Linked DNA regions of Gossypium hirsutum: all the other regions are linked to region 2. A link is a contact called in public Hi-C data. All regions are on one chromosome and are shown on one strand. Each heading gives the region's core, a stretch centred on a gene start, on an enhancer-like site or on the middle of the called end of the contact. The rest is flanking DNA. Distances are from core to core; before and after follow the strand shown.

The links. Hi-C and Micro-C count contacts between places; a contact is called where the count stands out from the background.
Region 1: a Hi-C map of leaf shows a contact between it and region 2, with 3 times the contacts expected there. The contact joins the enhancer-like site here to the promoter of LOC107962880 in region 2. A contact is called at or near these places in 7 of 34 Hi-C or Micro-C datasets (callus, hypocotyl and leaf).
Region 3: a contact with region 2 is called in a Hi-C map of leaf, with 4 times the contacts expected there. The contact joins the enhancer-like site here to the promoter of LOC107962880 in region 2. A contact is called at or near these places in 5 of 34 Hi-C or Micro-C datasets (callus, hypocotyl and leaf).

The regions. Positions count from the first base shown.
Region 1 is chrA06:34,580,769-34,585,731 of Gossypium_hirsutum_v2.1, reverse strand. No RefSeq gene overlaps it. Among protein-coding and RNA genes, the nearest start is that of LOC107893945, 24 kb to the left of the region's middle. Within about 2 kb of position 1,906, at least 4 of the 9 cell types and tissues checked have an H3K27ac peak or open chromatin away from gene starts, as enhancers often do. A contact at or near this core is called in hypocotyl and leaf, where this site is marked.
Region 2 is chrA06:34,022,279-34,026,693 of Gossypium_hirsutum_v2.1, reverse strand. It overlaps LOC107962880 (protein NONRESPONDING TO OXYLIPINS 2, mitochondrial), which reads right to left and starts at 1,408. Exons shown (of 3, transcript XM_016899435.2): 1 at 997-1,408; 2 at 767-885; 3 at 1-30. The coding sequence starts at 1,193. The coding sequence ends at 11.
Region 3 is chrA06:34,880,256-34,884,679 of Gossypium_hirsutum_v2.1, reverse strand. No RefSeq gene overlaps it. Among protein-coding and RNA genes, the nearest start is that of LOC121231128, 76 kb to the right of the region's middle. Within about 2 kb of position 1,904, at least 9 of the 9 cell types and tissues checked have an H3K27ac peak or open chromatin away from gene starts, as enhancers often do. A contact at or near this core is called in hypocotyl and leaf, where this site is marked.

The DNA of each region.
Region 1 (4,963 bases), core at 657-3,156, 560 kb before region 2:
ATCACATGCCCAATCCTTTGCCTAATAGCTCTAATAACACTCTTCCTGTACATAAATCCTGGAAAACCTGAGAGTCTAATCCAGACAACCATACTTGTCGGGAAAGGTTGACAAGTTGAAAAAGACTCCGAACAGCGCTGAATCGTCAGGTAATGTCCATACACGATCCAACGTCCTTCATTAAGAGTCCGAACATAGTCCACTTTCGATTGAAATTTCACCAAAAAAGTAATCATTCTCGAAGTAAACAACTTCCAAAGGCTATAAATTCTATTGAAAAAAGTATGATACCCTATCTTCTATCCTAATAGCTTAACAACGATCGTTCGGGACATACTTTTGTACAAGAGTTGATGAACACGGCCTGAGAACTTGATCGACGGTATACCATCTTCCGTTCCGTCAATCACATCACCCTCAAGTAACTGTATGTCATCATCTTCCTTCTCTTTCGAATCTAGACCTGCCATCCTTTTCGAAACAACCAACGTATCTTTGAATGACACTTGTATAACCAAGCTTCTTTCAACCAACTTAGGACTACGCTAATGATCAACAACCATCGTATTATCTTCACTATTGGGGCAATCAAGTTGACAGCAACCTTTTTTTTTGTAGCCTTGTCTTCTGCCATGGGAAAAGGAAAGGAGAAAGGAGAAAAAACCTCAGAAGCAGAAGAAGTCATTGTATTTTATCCCCTTTTAAAAAATAGGATATTCGATATTCTTTAAATGAGATTTCAAAATCAGATCTTATGAACAAAGGAAAAAGTGCTATAAGAATTTTGGAAAGGAGAAAGGAGAAAAAACCTCAGAAGCAGAAGAAGTCATTGTATTTTATCCCCTTTCAAAAAATAGGATATTCGATATTCTTTAAATGAGATTTCAAAATCAGATCTTATGAACAAAGGAAAAAATGCTATAAGAATTTTACTTCTATACTCGACGTGGCTATCAAACAGAAGATGTCTTAAATCAATATTGGATATTAACTAACTATGGAAAGTTGGGTAGAGTTTTAAATTGGTAAGAAAGTTCTCTTGTCTAGGTAGGTAAGAAATGGAGCAAAATAGCTTTCAAAATATGCAACAAATTGAATTTAATTTATTTGGTGATTAAGCGGTAAGCGGTGATTGAACTTGAGTGAATTTGATAGAGGTTTATATGTTGCCATGTTGAAAGGAAACTTGATTGCTTGATTTGGCGAGGCTTAGGGATAAGTCTCTATTTGTAAAATATGCTATAAGTCAATGAGGTCCTCAATCTTGGTGAAGTATTAGCATTGGCAAGCTCATATGTCGCCATGCTGAAAGGAAACTTGATTGCTTGATTTGGTGAAGCTCGGGGATAAGCTTTTATTTCTAGAGTATATTATAAGCCAGTGAGGTCCTTAATCTTGGTGAAGTATTAGCATTGGCGAGCTAAAACTGGGTGCAATAAGACTTCTTTAAGTAGCGTTGAGAGAGAAATACATATAACAAACTTAATTTGACTTAATTTGATTTGAGTGTAGAAACCAATAATTTAAATATATTATGTTCGATGCAAACTCGAATTAATTTAAATAAAAAAATAGCTTGAATTTAAAATTATTTAAACAAATAACTAAAAATGATAACATGATCCAAATTTAAAGTGACTAAAATTCGAATGAGTTAAACTCAAATTAATCTAACCCAAAACACTTAAACCTCAAATTTAAATAATATGAACTCAAAACAACTTAAAAACAATCTAAATCTGAAATTTATCTGAATTAACAGGATGAAAAACCTAAAATAACCCAAGCGCACAATTCTAATTTCAAAGGTAAGTGACGATCGAATAAAGTTACATCGACTCACAACTTGAGGCAGTGGTCTGCACTGTCATTGATGGACCCTGGGCCAGCTTCAACCTATTTTGGTGAGAGATAGTGGCCCAGGACTTGGAATGAGGAGACATGGAGTCCCGTCCCATTAGTTTTACTTTCAAGATGTAAAGTGAAAAGCCTAAAAAATATCTGCAAACCATTTGCTGCCTTTTATGGAACAGTTGCCCAATCCATCACTAGCGAACTGCAAATAATCATAAAAAGATCCTCAATTTTAGACATGAGAGAACCTTATGTTCGGGAATTATTTGCGGTGGAACTTAAAAACTTCATAAGCAATTTAAATGTGTAACACTTACCTTTTATAATAGAGCTTTGCCAGGATGACAGTCTGTAAGCCTCTTGGGACTTACGGTCGCGAAACCATTCATTTTCTCTCTCTCTCGCTTTTTTTTCTTTAAGATGATTTTTTTTACTTATAATTTGCATATTTTATTGTTAATATAATTCTAAAAATTAAATTAATTTTTTATAAAAATCTAAAATCTAAAATTTTATCATTTAAACTTTAAATCTTAAACTTAATTCTTAAATTCATGTCTTTAAAAATTATTAAAAAAAATTAGATGATGGAAATTTATCCGTTAGTCCTAAGGAAATTCAGACTGTGAGCCAACAATTTTCCTGGATATAATAAAATATTAAAAACAATAAATTTTAAACTTTACTTATAAAATTTTAAAAAATTACTAGTATAAATACTAACCGACATATACTAAAATTAGAGAACCCAAATTATCTGTCAAATTGAAGCCTCAAACATCTCAACCTGACGTCCACTGCAATAATATGCAAAATATTGACAATGAAGCTTTTTCAATGTGCAAAGAGCCAGTTTGGTTAATCATGCTCTTATATTATCGGTAGGAAAAAATATGTTAGTGAATAAATATAAATATAAATATAAATATAAATAAAAAATATTTATATAAAAATAAAATAAATATTTATATTTAAAATTTCAGATTAAAAAAAAAATTGAATAAATAAGATTATAAAAACCAGAAATCGAATAAAAGAATTGAGTTTTTCTAGATGTTGAAGCCTGCTTTACATAGTTTCCTTAAGATAGATTTGGCCGCTCCTATGGTAGTTACAGAAACGCTAGTCGTCTGTCTCCCAGGATACAACAACAAGATGATCGAAGCAATAGCACTTCTGCAGTAATCAACAAACAAACATTACCTTCTTCTATCATCGAAACATTGGGAAATATGGAGAGGAAGAAGAGAAGAATTTTGAGAGTGAAAAAAATTTGTTGTGGTTGTGTGTCTAAAAAAACTATGTAAAAATCTTTAGGCTTTTATAGACATTCAATATGGTGGAATTTTAGAAATTTCCATGAAAACAGATACAAAATCTACATTAAAGGAGTCTTTAAATCTATTTGAATAAAATAAAATAAAATTGATTAGATTGTAACAGTCCGTTTTAGGGTCAAATCGGAACAGTGGTTTAGGGACCACGAATTCGAAGTAGAAATATTTATTGTGATAATGTTTTAAGATCTACAATATGATTGAATTATTGTGTGAAAATTTTGTTAAGAGATTTTGTAACACCCCTTACCCGTGTCCAACGCCGGGACAGGATACGAGGCATTATCGGACTTGAACAAACACTACTATGTAAAACTGAGCCATAAAATTTCGTTCAAATTTAAAATTTATTCAAGAACATGCATATCGTGCCTTATATGGGCCTAAGAGGCCCAAAACATATATCGGGGGTGGTTCGGGACTAAATCGTGAACTTTAGAAAATTTTTCTTAAAACAGGGTCACACGCCCGTGTGGACACAAGGACACACCTATGTACCATTGACACGCCTGTGTCCCCAGGCCGTGTAACTCTCTGTTCATGACGTCAGCATAAATTTAATATCACACGGCCAAGTCACATCCCCGTGTGCTAGGCCGTGTGGTGAAAGTAATTTTTGCATTTAAAGTGCAAACTTCACATGGCCTAGGCACACGCCCATGTCCTAAGGTTGTGTCCTCCACACGGCTGAGACACACGACTATGTCTTTGCCCGTGTGTTTACTACCATGCATACTGACTTGTAAAACTAGGGTGCAGAGGACACACGACCGGTACACGCCTATAGGGCTAGCCGTGTGTTACCTGCGTGGACAAATTTGAGGCTATTTTCCAAGCCTTCTTGTCATCCTTAACAACCCCAACACACACTCATATGCCAATGGTGGTTAACATGGCATAAAAGGGTTACTTAGACATCCATAGCTTTAACTCATACATGATAAATTCATATCAAGTTTACCTAATTGGGACTCCTTGACTTGTTAAGTTCATTCAATACATTTCTTTACCTTTATTAATATAGTGACCATACCAATTGGCATCATTTATCCATACACATAAATTCCACATTTTATCAATCATTTGGCACACACAACAAAAGTAATAACACATCTCATGCATGTAACAATATTTAGGGATTTCAACCCAATAATTAATATGAGCCATTTTTCATGGCCATATACAAAATGGAATAATATACCAAAAAGAGCCATCACTTTGGCTAACAAATATGACACATATAAAAAAAAATACTAAGTCCCCTATACATGCCATACTTAAATGTAGTAAACTAATTATACCCCAAAAGATTTGTTGCTAATATGACTCAAGCCCCAACGTCCACGATCCCTGAGCTAGCTTGACGATGCTAAAAGAAAAGGGAAAGGAGAGAAGGGTAAGTACAAGACTTAGTAAGCTGCATGTAAATAAATAACAACATAAGTCAAGATATTCATAGATTAAACATATTATCAATTATCACCACAATATCATACTACTCACATGAACGTAATCAAAATTGACATTAAATGTCATTAAACATCAAACTTATCTTACTCCATTCTACTCATGCTAAATTTCCCATCATGAATCGAGTTCAATACTCATGAGGCTTACATACATACCTGTACCATACATTCTTACTCATATCACTTCACTTCTTAACGCAAAATCTTGAATGGCCCGTTGAACCACCGGAATACTAAAAGACACTCGGGATTGTCATACAACAATAAAAGTATCAATGCCATGTCCCCGACATGGCCTTACAT
Region 2 (4,415 bases), core at 159-2,658:
ACGGGTGCTGTTATAAAGGCATAGAGATACCTGCAACATCGAAAAAACAACATGAATCAGAACAAATGATATGTTCTTGTAAACATTCCGAAAGAAATAATACGAACGAGATATTTCGTTTTTAACATTATTCAATCAATTTAGCATCACTACAGACTGTCGTGCTTTATGAAGCAAATAAAATGCAGGCTTCTTTGACAAAATAAAGTATCACCAAAGTATGCATGCCTTTACCAGTGAATGCAGGAGGACATTGCAGGCTATAAATCTAAGCTCTATAGAGGAACATTTATAGAGAGAACATCTAAAATCGTAAAACATGCAAGTCAAGATCCTCAAGATAAGAATTTTATGTTGGGAGTCCAGATAAAATTAAAGATGTTTTTGGAAAAAAACAAATTATTTTTCGAGCAGAAAATACTTATGATCAAAAGAGCTTGTAGAAGACAAGGGAGGCCGAGGCAATCAGGTTCGCCCTGGTCATAACGCAAATGGTTATATGAAACAACCACGACACATATTTCAACAATTCATTAATGATTCTTACAATAAAAGGTTGAATTTTTGTGAAATAATACCAATTATAATGATATATGCTCCCATACCATAATTATTTCAAACAATCCTTTTCTCAACTATAACAAAGCAAGAATTCTGAGATAAAAAACTATATTAATAAGCTTCAGTGGTGACAATGTCAAAACAATGAACATTAATACCAAAAATAAAAATAAAAATATTCCATGAGTTGAGTAAATAGAGAGACCTTGAGGAATCAAACCCCAACTCTGAGATTCTATAGCAAGAAATGATCTGAGGCGAGCCGAAGCAACCGCACTGTGCAAAGGCATCATTGAGATTAAGCAGCTCAGCTCCACTGGTAATCTAAATGAAAGGGAAATTCCCATTTCTCTAAGAAATCAAACCAAAAAGGAAAGAGCGAGCAAAATCATTACTTTAGAGATTCAAATAGTTTTAATTACAAACAAGGCTCACCTTGGAATCCCGGAAATGCGCTTCAGTGAAGAAGAAGAAGAAGAAGAAGAAGAAGAAGAAGCAGAAGAAAACTGAGACTGAGAGCTCGATTTCAATGGAGAAATAGTGGGTAACACTGGTTTGCTGCTTTTAAGCTTTACAGGAAGAGCCTTTAACCGAGATGATGATAATCTAGAGAGAATCGTCGAACCAGCCATTAAAGCTTCTTCTCTTTTCTTTTCTTTTTTTCCTTCTGGAATATGGATCCTGAATTGATATTACAGAGGGGTTTAAGCTCTTGTAATTTCTAGGGTTTATGCCACCTTTTTTTTCATGTTTGGTTACGCATTTTAAATCATCCTTATCCTATTCTGATTGGGTCAAGCGTCAATCACCTTAGAGCTTATAACCATTGATTTTCTTCTAAAACAACTTTATAAAAATACGGTATGTTTTTAATTTATGAAATTTTAAAAAATTGAATCTAATGCAAGCGCAAAGTCAGAATAAATTTTTAGGAAGAGATGATAAAAAATTTAATTTTTTATAATCTATATCTTTATAATTTTTATAGGATTAAATCGAATTTCTATAATTTTAGAGGGGCTAAAGTATAATTTTACCTTTATTAATTTAAAATTTTAAAAAAATTCAAATGCCTAAATATAAATTTTCTATTTTAGGGGGGCCAGGGCCACTGCCGGCCCCCCTTGTATCGACCTCTAATCTAAGGCTTACTTTTCATTATTTTTAGACGAACATACCAAAACAAATTAAGAAAATAATTACATAATTATATAATTCAAAAAAATCAGTTATCACTTAAAAAAATTCTAAGACTCTATTTTTTTTTAAATTATGATATTTTAATTGTATTTTATAGATATGTGTACTTAACAAAATATTTTTAATAATACTAACAGTTAAACTTAAATTCTGATCTCTAAAAAGTAAGACTAATCCAAAAATAAAAGTACATGGACTAAATTTTAAATTTATAAAGAGTACAATAGACTTATGACATATTTTAATTTAGTATAAAAATATGAATATTTTAATTTTATAAATATGAGTATTTGTTTAAATAATGCTTAGCTTCATTTATACCTTACAACTTTAATATGTCAATGTGTACTCTTATATATGTAACATATGTAATTTAAATTAAATTTTAATTAAGTATTATTTATTATTAAGTTTATATAGATATTGATTATCACAAAATGTTTTACTATTATGAAATAAATTTTAATTGTTAAAAGGAAATTGTACTATAATATTTTATAACAAATATATTTGAGTTGTGTCTGGTTTACAAAGAATAATGTAAAATATAAATTTATAGACATAAAATAAATTTAATTAAATAATAAAAAGATTAAAAAAATCTCAAAATTATGTTTGTTTTATAAAAAATAGTTTTTATGAAATATTTTCAAAAAGTATATTAAACAATAGAAAATATTTTATGCATGATCATCCAAACACTAAAATATATTATTTAGGGAGGCTATTATAGAAGAGATTTGTGTGGACGAGACCACTTATTCATGGAATCTCAAAATAGGTTAATTTGTTAATAGATTTGTTTTCTCCATTTACATAATGTAAACATTAAATTTAGTGTTTTCCAAATATTTGATATACATGCATTCAAAATTAATGATTTTGAGAAGAGTCAAAACTTTATATTACATTATTATTGACATTAATTTGTTTCATTATAAAAAAAATATGATCTTAATTTAAAATATTCGCTTATAGTATTGATTTATTCATTTTCTATTTTAAAATATTTTCAGTATCCGCTATAAATAAATAATCCTTTGAAATTATGTTTATAAGTAAAACCAATGGATATTGCACATTAGTAAGAGATGGAGGGAAGGTTGAAAACAACTATTTGATATGACGGTGCAGGTTGTGATGCTTCACTTTCATAAACAACTTATAGAAATATTTGTTTTTTCTTTCTTTTTATTTTTTTTATTTTGGCTCATTGTTTACTTTTTCTTATTATTTTGTTACTTGCTTTTATTTATTTTTATTAAATATTCATCACTTTTTTTTTATAAATTTATATTTATTTTTAGTTTTTAGTTTGTTTTTGAGAAAAGAAAAAGTTTAGGTAAAAGAAAATTACACATAGAGTATTTTTTAATATAAATTTAAAATCAATTGTTGAATATATATTAATAAATAGAGTATTTTAGATTGATATGATAGATATTAGGTCAATTTAAAAATTTACATGCGTAATAAGTATAATTATATTGATAAATCAATGGTTGGATCATTAAAATATTAATCATATAAATAATTATAGAAATGTTTTACTATTTTAATTTTTACACTGTAAGTGGATCCTTTCCCATTTATATATTATTTTTATTTTTATAATTTAACTTAGGCTCAAATAAAAATTATTATTTTTACATTGAGTTAAAAACATTTATTTGAATTAAACAAAATCGATGTGTCGTGAAATTAATTATAATTCAATTTTTAAAAATAATATTTATGGTAAAAGAATTTTATATTAATATAATTGAATATTTAGGGTAAATTTTTGTACTCAAACTAAATCATATCATATATCTTATTTATGATAATGTATTGAAACATTTTAGGAAAACATTTAAGTGGCTGACAACTATTTGCAAATTATAAATGATTAAACATTACAAAAAAATTACGGTGTCGTAACATTACAAAAAAATTATTATGAAATAATATTATTATTATATTCGTAATTATGTTATATCTTAATATTTTTATTATTTAAATTTTAATATCTGAAACATTTTAATGATATTAGACCAATTTAAAAATAATGAAAATTTAAAAACATTAAATCTCATGCACCGCACACGTAAATACATTAATTTACATTAATTTATAAGTACACATGTAATAATTTGATTTTTTTTTCAAAACAAACAAACTAAAAAAAACAATTTTCACTTACACCAAACAAATAATAGATTGATAAGAAAAATAATTTTAAAATAATAAATATTCTCATCAATTTAAAAATTTTTTCGAACTCATGTTATTATATATTATAAATATGGATAGGAGGCAAGTCAATAAGTTAATGGGCTAAGTGACTTGCACAGCCAACTTGAGTTAGGCTTTAACTTAAAATTTCCAATCTCAACTTGGTTCCTTTTATTATTTAAATACAATAATTTTTTAAAATATATATACTAATATTTATATATTTTATAATTAAAGTAAATAAGTTTTTATTATTTTATGAACAATGAAACGGGTCATTTGAGTAAGCTTGGGCGAGTTGAGCTCAGGCCAAAAAATTTTTTTAAAATCAAACGTAGCCTATAAACACCTCCAGGCATTGAAATTCGGATGGAAATGGCCCGAGGTGAAATGGATATTCACGAATCCCTCATTGCTCCATAGATAATATGCTTTACTCC
Region 3 (4,424 bases), core at 655-3,154, 860 kb before region 2:
CTTTACCATGTTAAGAATTTGGCATTTAAACTTGACAGTTAAATTCATTTTGGTCCCTAAACTTGAAAAATAAAAAAGTTTAATGATGTGGTACTCTAACATTGTGCCACATCATTACATGAAAATTTAAAATTTATAAATTTTATATAAATTTTCAGGTGATGATGTGGTACAACTAGTTCAACATGTTCCCTATTCAACCAGTTTGATCAATTCAACCAACAAACTAACAATAATTAAATAAGTAATTAAAATTCATAAAAATATAAAAACATAAAATAACAAAAAATATATATTAAACTGGTTCAATTGGCAATTTTTGTCCTAGATTTTAATTTTTACCAATTTCAAACAGTTTCCGTGTCAATCAGTTTAACCCTTTTGTTTGAACCGTTACATTGCTTAATTCTCAGTTTGTCTACTTTGATCATGCTCTAGTAACATTGATTATATCTCCAAATCTTGACAAGATCTAAGTTCAGGGACGAAAATAGATCTAGTTGCCAAGTTCAAAGATCAAAGTAGACAAAAAAATTTACAAGTACCTAAGTGGACCTAATTGCCAAGTTCAGGGGCCAAAACTTATATTATCCGTAAATTTATATACTTTATTTTTAACATAGTTTGATCGTTTATTTTTATAAAATTATTAGTAAATTCAAATTTATAATACCGTTTATTATCGTCAATAAAGAGATGACGCATTTTTAAAAAAAAATAGTTGTAAGCATTAGTTGACATATATTTGCTGTTGATTGAACATAGTTGATTGAATTTTCACATGATATTGATTATGCAGTTGAATAATAGTAAAAAAATTCCACATAATCACTTTAATAGGAGCAAGTAAGGGTGCTAACATTTTGGACTTACTAATATATATCCATAATAAGAGCTGGTAAAACCGGCTTGAGCTTGAAAGGCTGTTTGTGTTGGTCCGAGTCCGAGAAAGCTCGAGCATGAGAAAATCTTAGCCCGAAAAACCAGAGCTCGAGAAATACTCGAGTCTATAAGACTTTGAGTTCGGGACCAATTTGACCTGAGCTTGAGAATAACCTGACTCAAAGTTTTAATTTATAATTAAACAACCATAGACATTAATAATTAATATAGATTTCAATATTAAAAAAATATATAATATTTTTTATGAAAATTTATTCATATGCATGACATATTTATAATAAATTTTTATTAATAGGAAACACAATTAATAGTAATTTTTTATGTTAAATTATAAAGTGAAAATTAAAAATATTAATTTAATATAAAATATTTTTATTACTATGATTATATATGTATAATAAATATATAAAATTAATAGATATTAAAATCTATACTATATAACTATTATTATATTACATAATATATTATATATTATATGATATAACATTATATGACATAGAAGAAGAGCTAACTTTCAAATGTATGAAAAGTATAACGACCTAGAGCATATTTCAAATAATATAATAACAATTAAGAATTAATAATTAATATATAACGTACTTCTATTATATATAATAAAAGATATAATATTACTAGATATTATAATGTTTAATCATTGATGCATATATATCAATTATTAATATATTATATACTATAAGATATAACATTATGTAATATAGTAGGGGGGCCAACTTTGAAATTTATAAAAAATATAGGGACTTAGAGCATATTTCAACCAGTATAATAATAAACAATAATATATGATAATAATTAAAAATATTATGTACTACTCTACTATTATAACATGTGATATAGTATTATTTAGTGAAATAATATTATATATATAACTATAATTATATTATAGACTATAATAAAATATATCATATCTGTAATGGGCCGAATCTACCCAGGCCTAATAACAAAAAATCAAACCCAGATACCCATTTACAATGGGGCCCAATGGCCCAAAACCTAAACCTAAGTTTAGCCAAACAGCCAAACCCTAGCAGTAAGGAGCTCCGCAGCCCTAACCTGCAGCGCCGTACAAGCTTCCAGCGCCTCCGTACGCCGTACACTTCCACGCGCCACGCATACCTGCAAACAGACAAGAAAACAACAGCAAATAGAAACAAAAAACAACGGAATAGCAAATAAAGAGGGCTTGTATTTTCATTTTTGATTATTGTTCGGCTAATAAAACCAAAAAGCCTTTTCATTGTAAAACTATGAACGCACACTACAATACATATATTAAATAGTAGAAAAGAAAAAAAAGAGTGATCTAAAGGTGATTTCAAATTTTTCCCTCTTTTCTGTCAATTTGCTTGCATTATTTTGGCATAGAAAACGAAAAAGGATGCTTGAAACAACACCGATGAAAGCCCTCATGTCTCAGGAATATGGTGATTCGGGCTAGGGTTGTTTTCTCTTGTTTTTCGTCGGATCTCGCCTTGTTTTTGACAGAATAGTACAGGATTTTAAAGTTTCTGTTTTTTTAAAAAAAAGGGGAAAGGAGTACTCTTACCGAATCTTCGTGGGTAAGGCTTTCTTCAGCAAGATCCGATCCCTATTCGTGCACCGTCAGCCATCAAATTGATAGTGGTTTGGGCAGTTGCTTAATGAACCCAAAGAGAATGAAGGGTTCTGTTTCTTTTTTTAAATTAAAAGGTTATTTGTGTTTTGAAAGGAAAATAAATGGGAATATGGATTTTAGCATTAAAATAAGTCTGTGCCTTTTCATTAGAAGTGGGAAATTTGCGCATTAAATCCTTCCTTTTGCGCGATTATTCAATTGTGCCTTATTTGTTTTGCCCTTTTTTTAATTTGGCTCTTTAATTCGTGCGCGTTTCCATTTTAGTCCGCGATACAGTGCTGCGTTTTGGGCTAGGGATATTTGCAATTCTAATCCCCAGACATTCATGCGCCTTGTACATTGATCTTATTTATGATTATTTGTATGTTATTTTGGATTCAATTTTAATTTGGTCTTTCATTTGTATAGTTTGCTAATTTAAAATGCATTTAATATTTTATATGTATTAATCCATGTTAATAATTTTGTTTGTTTACATTTGTATAATTATTTTGAGATTTTTTTTATCTTATTATTTTTACATTGTGCATCCCATTTCTTTAAATATTTTATACATATTTGTATATACATCATTCTTATTAAATTCTTAATCTATAATAAACATTATTTTGAAGTTAACAACATTCTTATTTATTTTTGACAAGATCATCGTTTTAAAATTCTTTTTACATTAAATTATTTTAATACCTCATTATAAAGTTTTAATTTAAATATTTTTATATATTGATACATAAATTATTTTAATAGAGTTTTCTATTTAAAATATTTCTTGATTCATGATTTACTTAATGTTTTTATGTATATATGACACTATTTTGGGAACTTCATTTTTATGTTTATAAAATTATTATTTTGAAATGTTTCTCTATATTATATTATCTTAGTATGTTATTTAGTATTTCTTTAAAATGTTTTTAAGTATAATGGTACTTATATAATTTATAAGCTAACTTAATTTTGTATGCATCATTCATTTCATGCCATTTTTTTTACAAGTAATTATTCTTAAATATATATATATATTTGGTACATATATCTTATCATGTACTCCACCATTCTTTCATATTTTTAAGTTATTGTATATTGTCGTTTTTTAAATGAATTTGTGTTGAAAATGTTTCGCATACTATTTGATTCATATAATTTATTCTATAATATTTATTTCAATGATTATATTTATAGCCTTGGTTTTTTTTTACCTAAATTATTTCAAATTTATCAATTCACCCACTCATATATCATATATATTATGTGTTCATTCGTCTATTTTGAAATTGTCTTATACCACATTGACTTCTAAATTCCATTTTGTCTTGTATATGATCTGTTGATTGATTTATATTGTGCCATATTTATTGTTGTTGTATATTATTTATTCGTTGTTTTATTTTTTATATTAATTGTTTTCGATCCATGCTAAAAAATTTGATCACATTTTTCGTAGAATAGTCGTACTTAATCGTTGGAGTTATCAATTGTGGTTTATTGTACTTTAGGTGTGCATATTATCGCATGTTTATTCTTTTTTAAATGTTTCTTTGAAATACACTAATTATTCTATTCTATTTCAAGTAAAATTAATATGTTTTAAGCTAGTTTTATAACTATTCGTTTAAAAATTCTTTAAAACGAAGGTAATGTTCGATGTTTGGCAATTTGGGGAATCGTGCCCTATCGTGCTGGGTTGCGATTTCCTGTTTGTTCAAAATAATCGAATATCCCTTTAGAATTTCACTCATGTTCTCTAAATTCTAAAATAAGGCAATGTTCGATGTCTAGAAATTCGAGGAATCATACCCTACTGTGCTGGGTTTCGATTTTTTCGTTGGACTAAATAATTGGGCATCATTTTGCATATAAATTTTTAGAAGTTGAAATTTATCGTGTT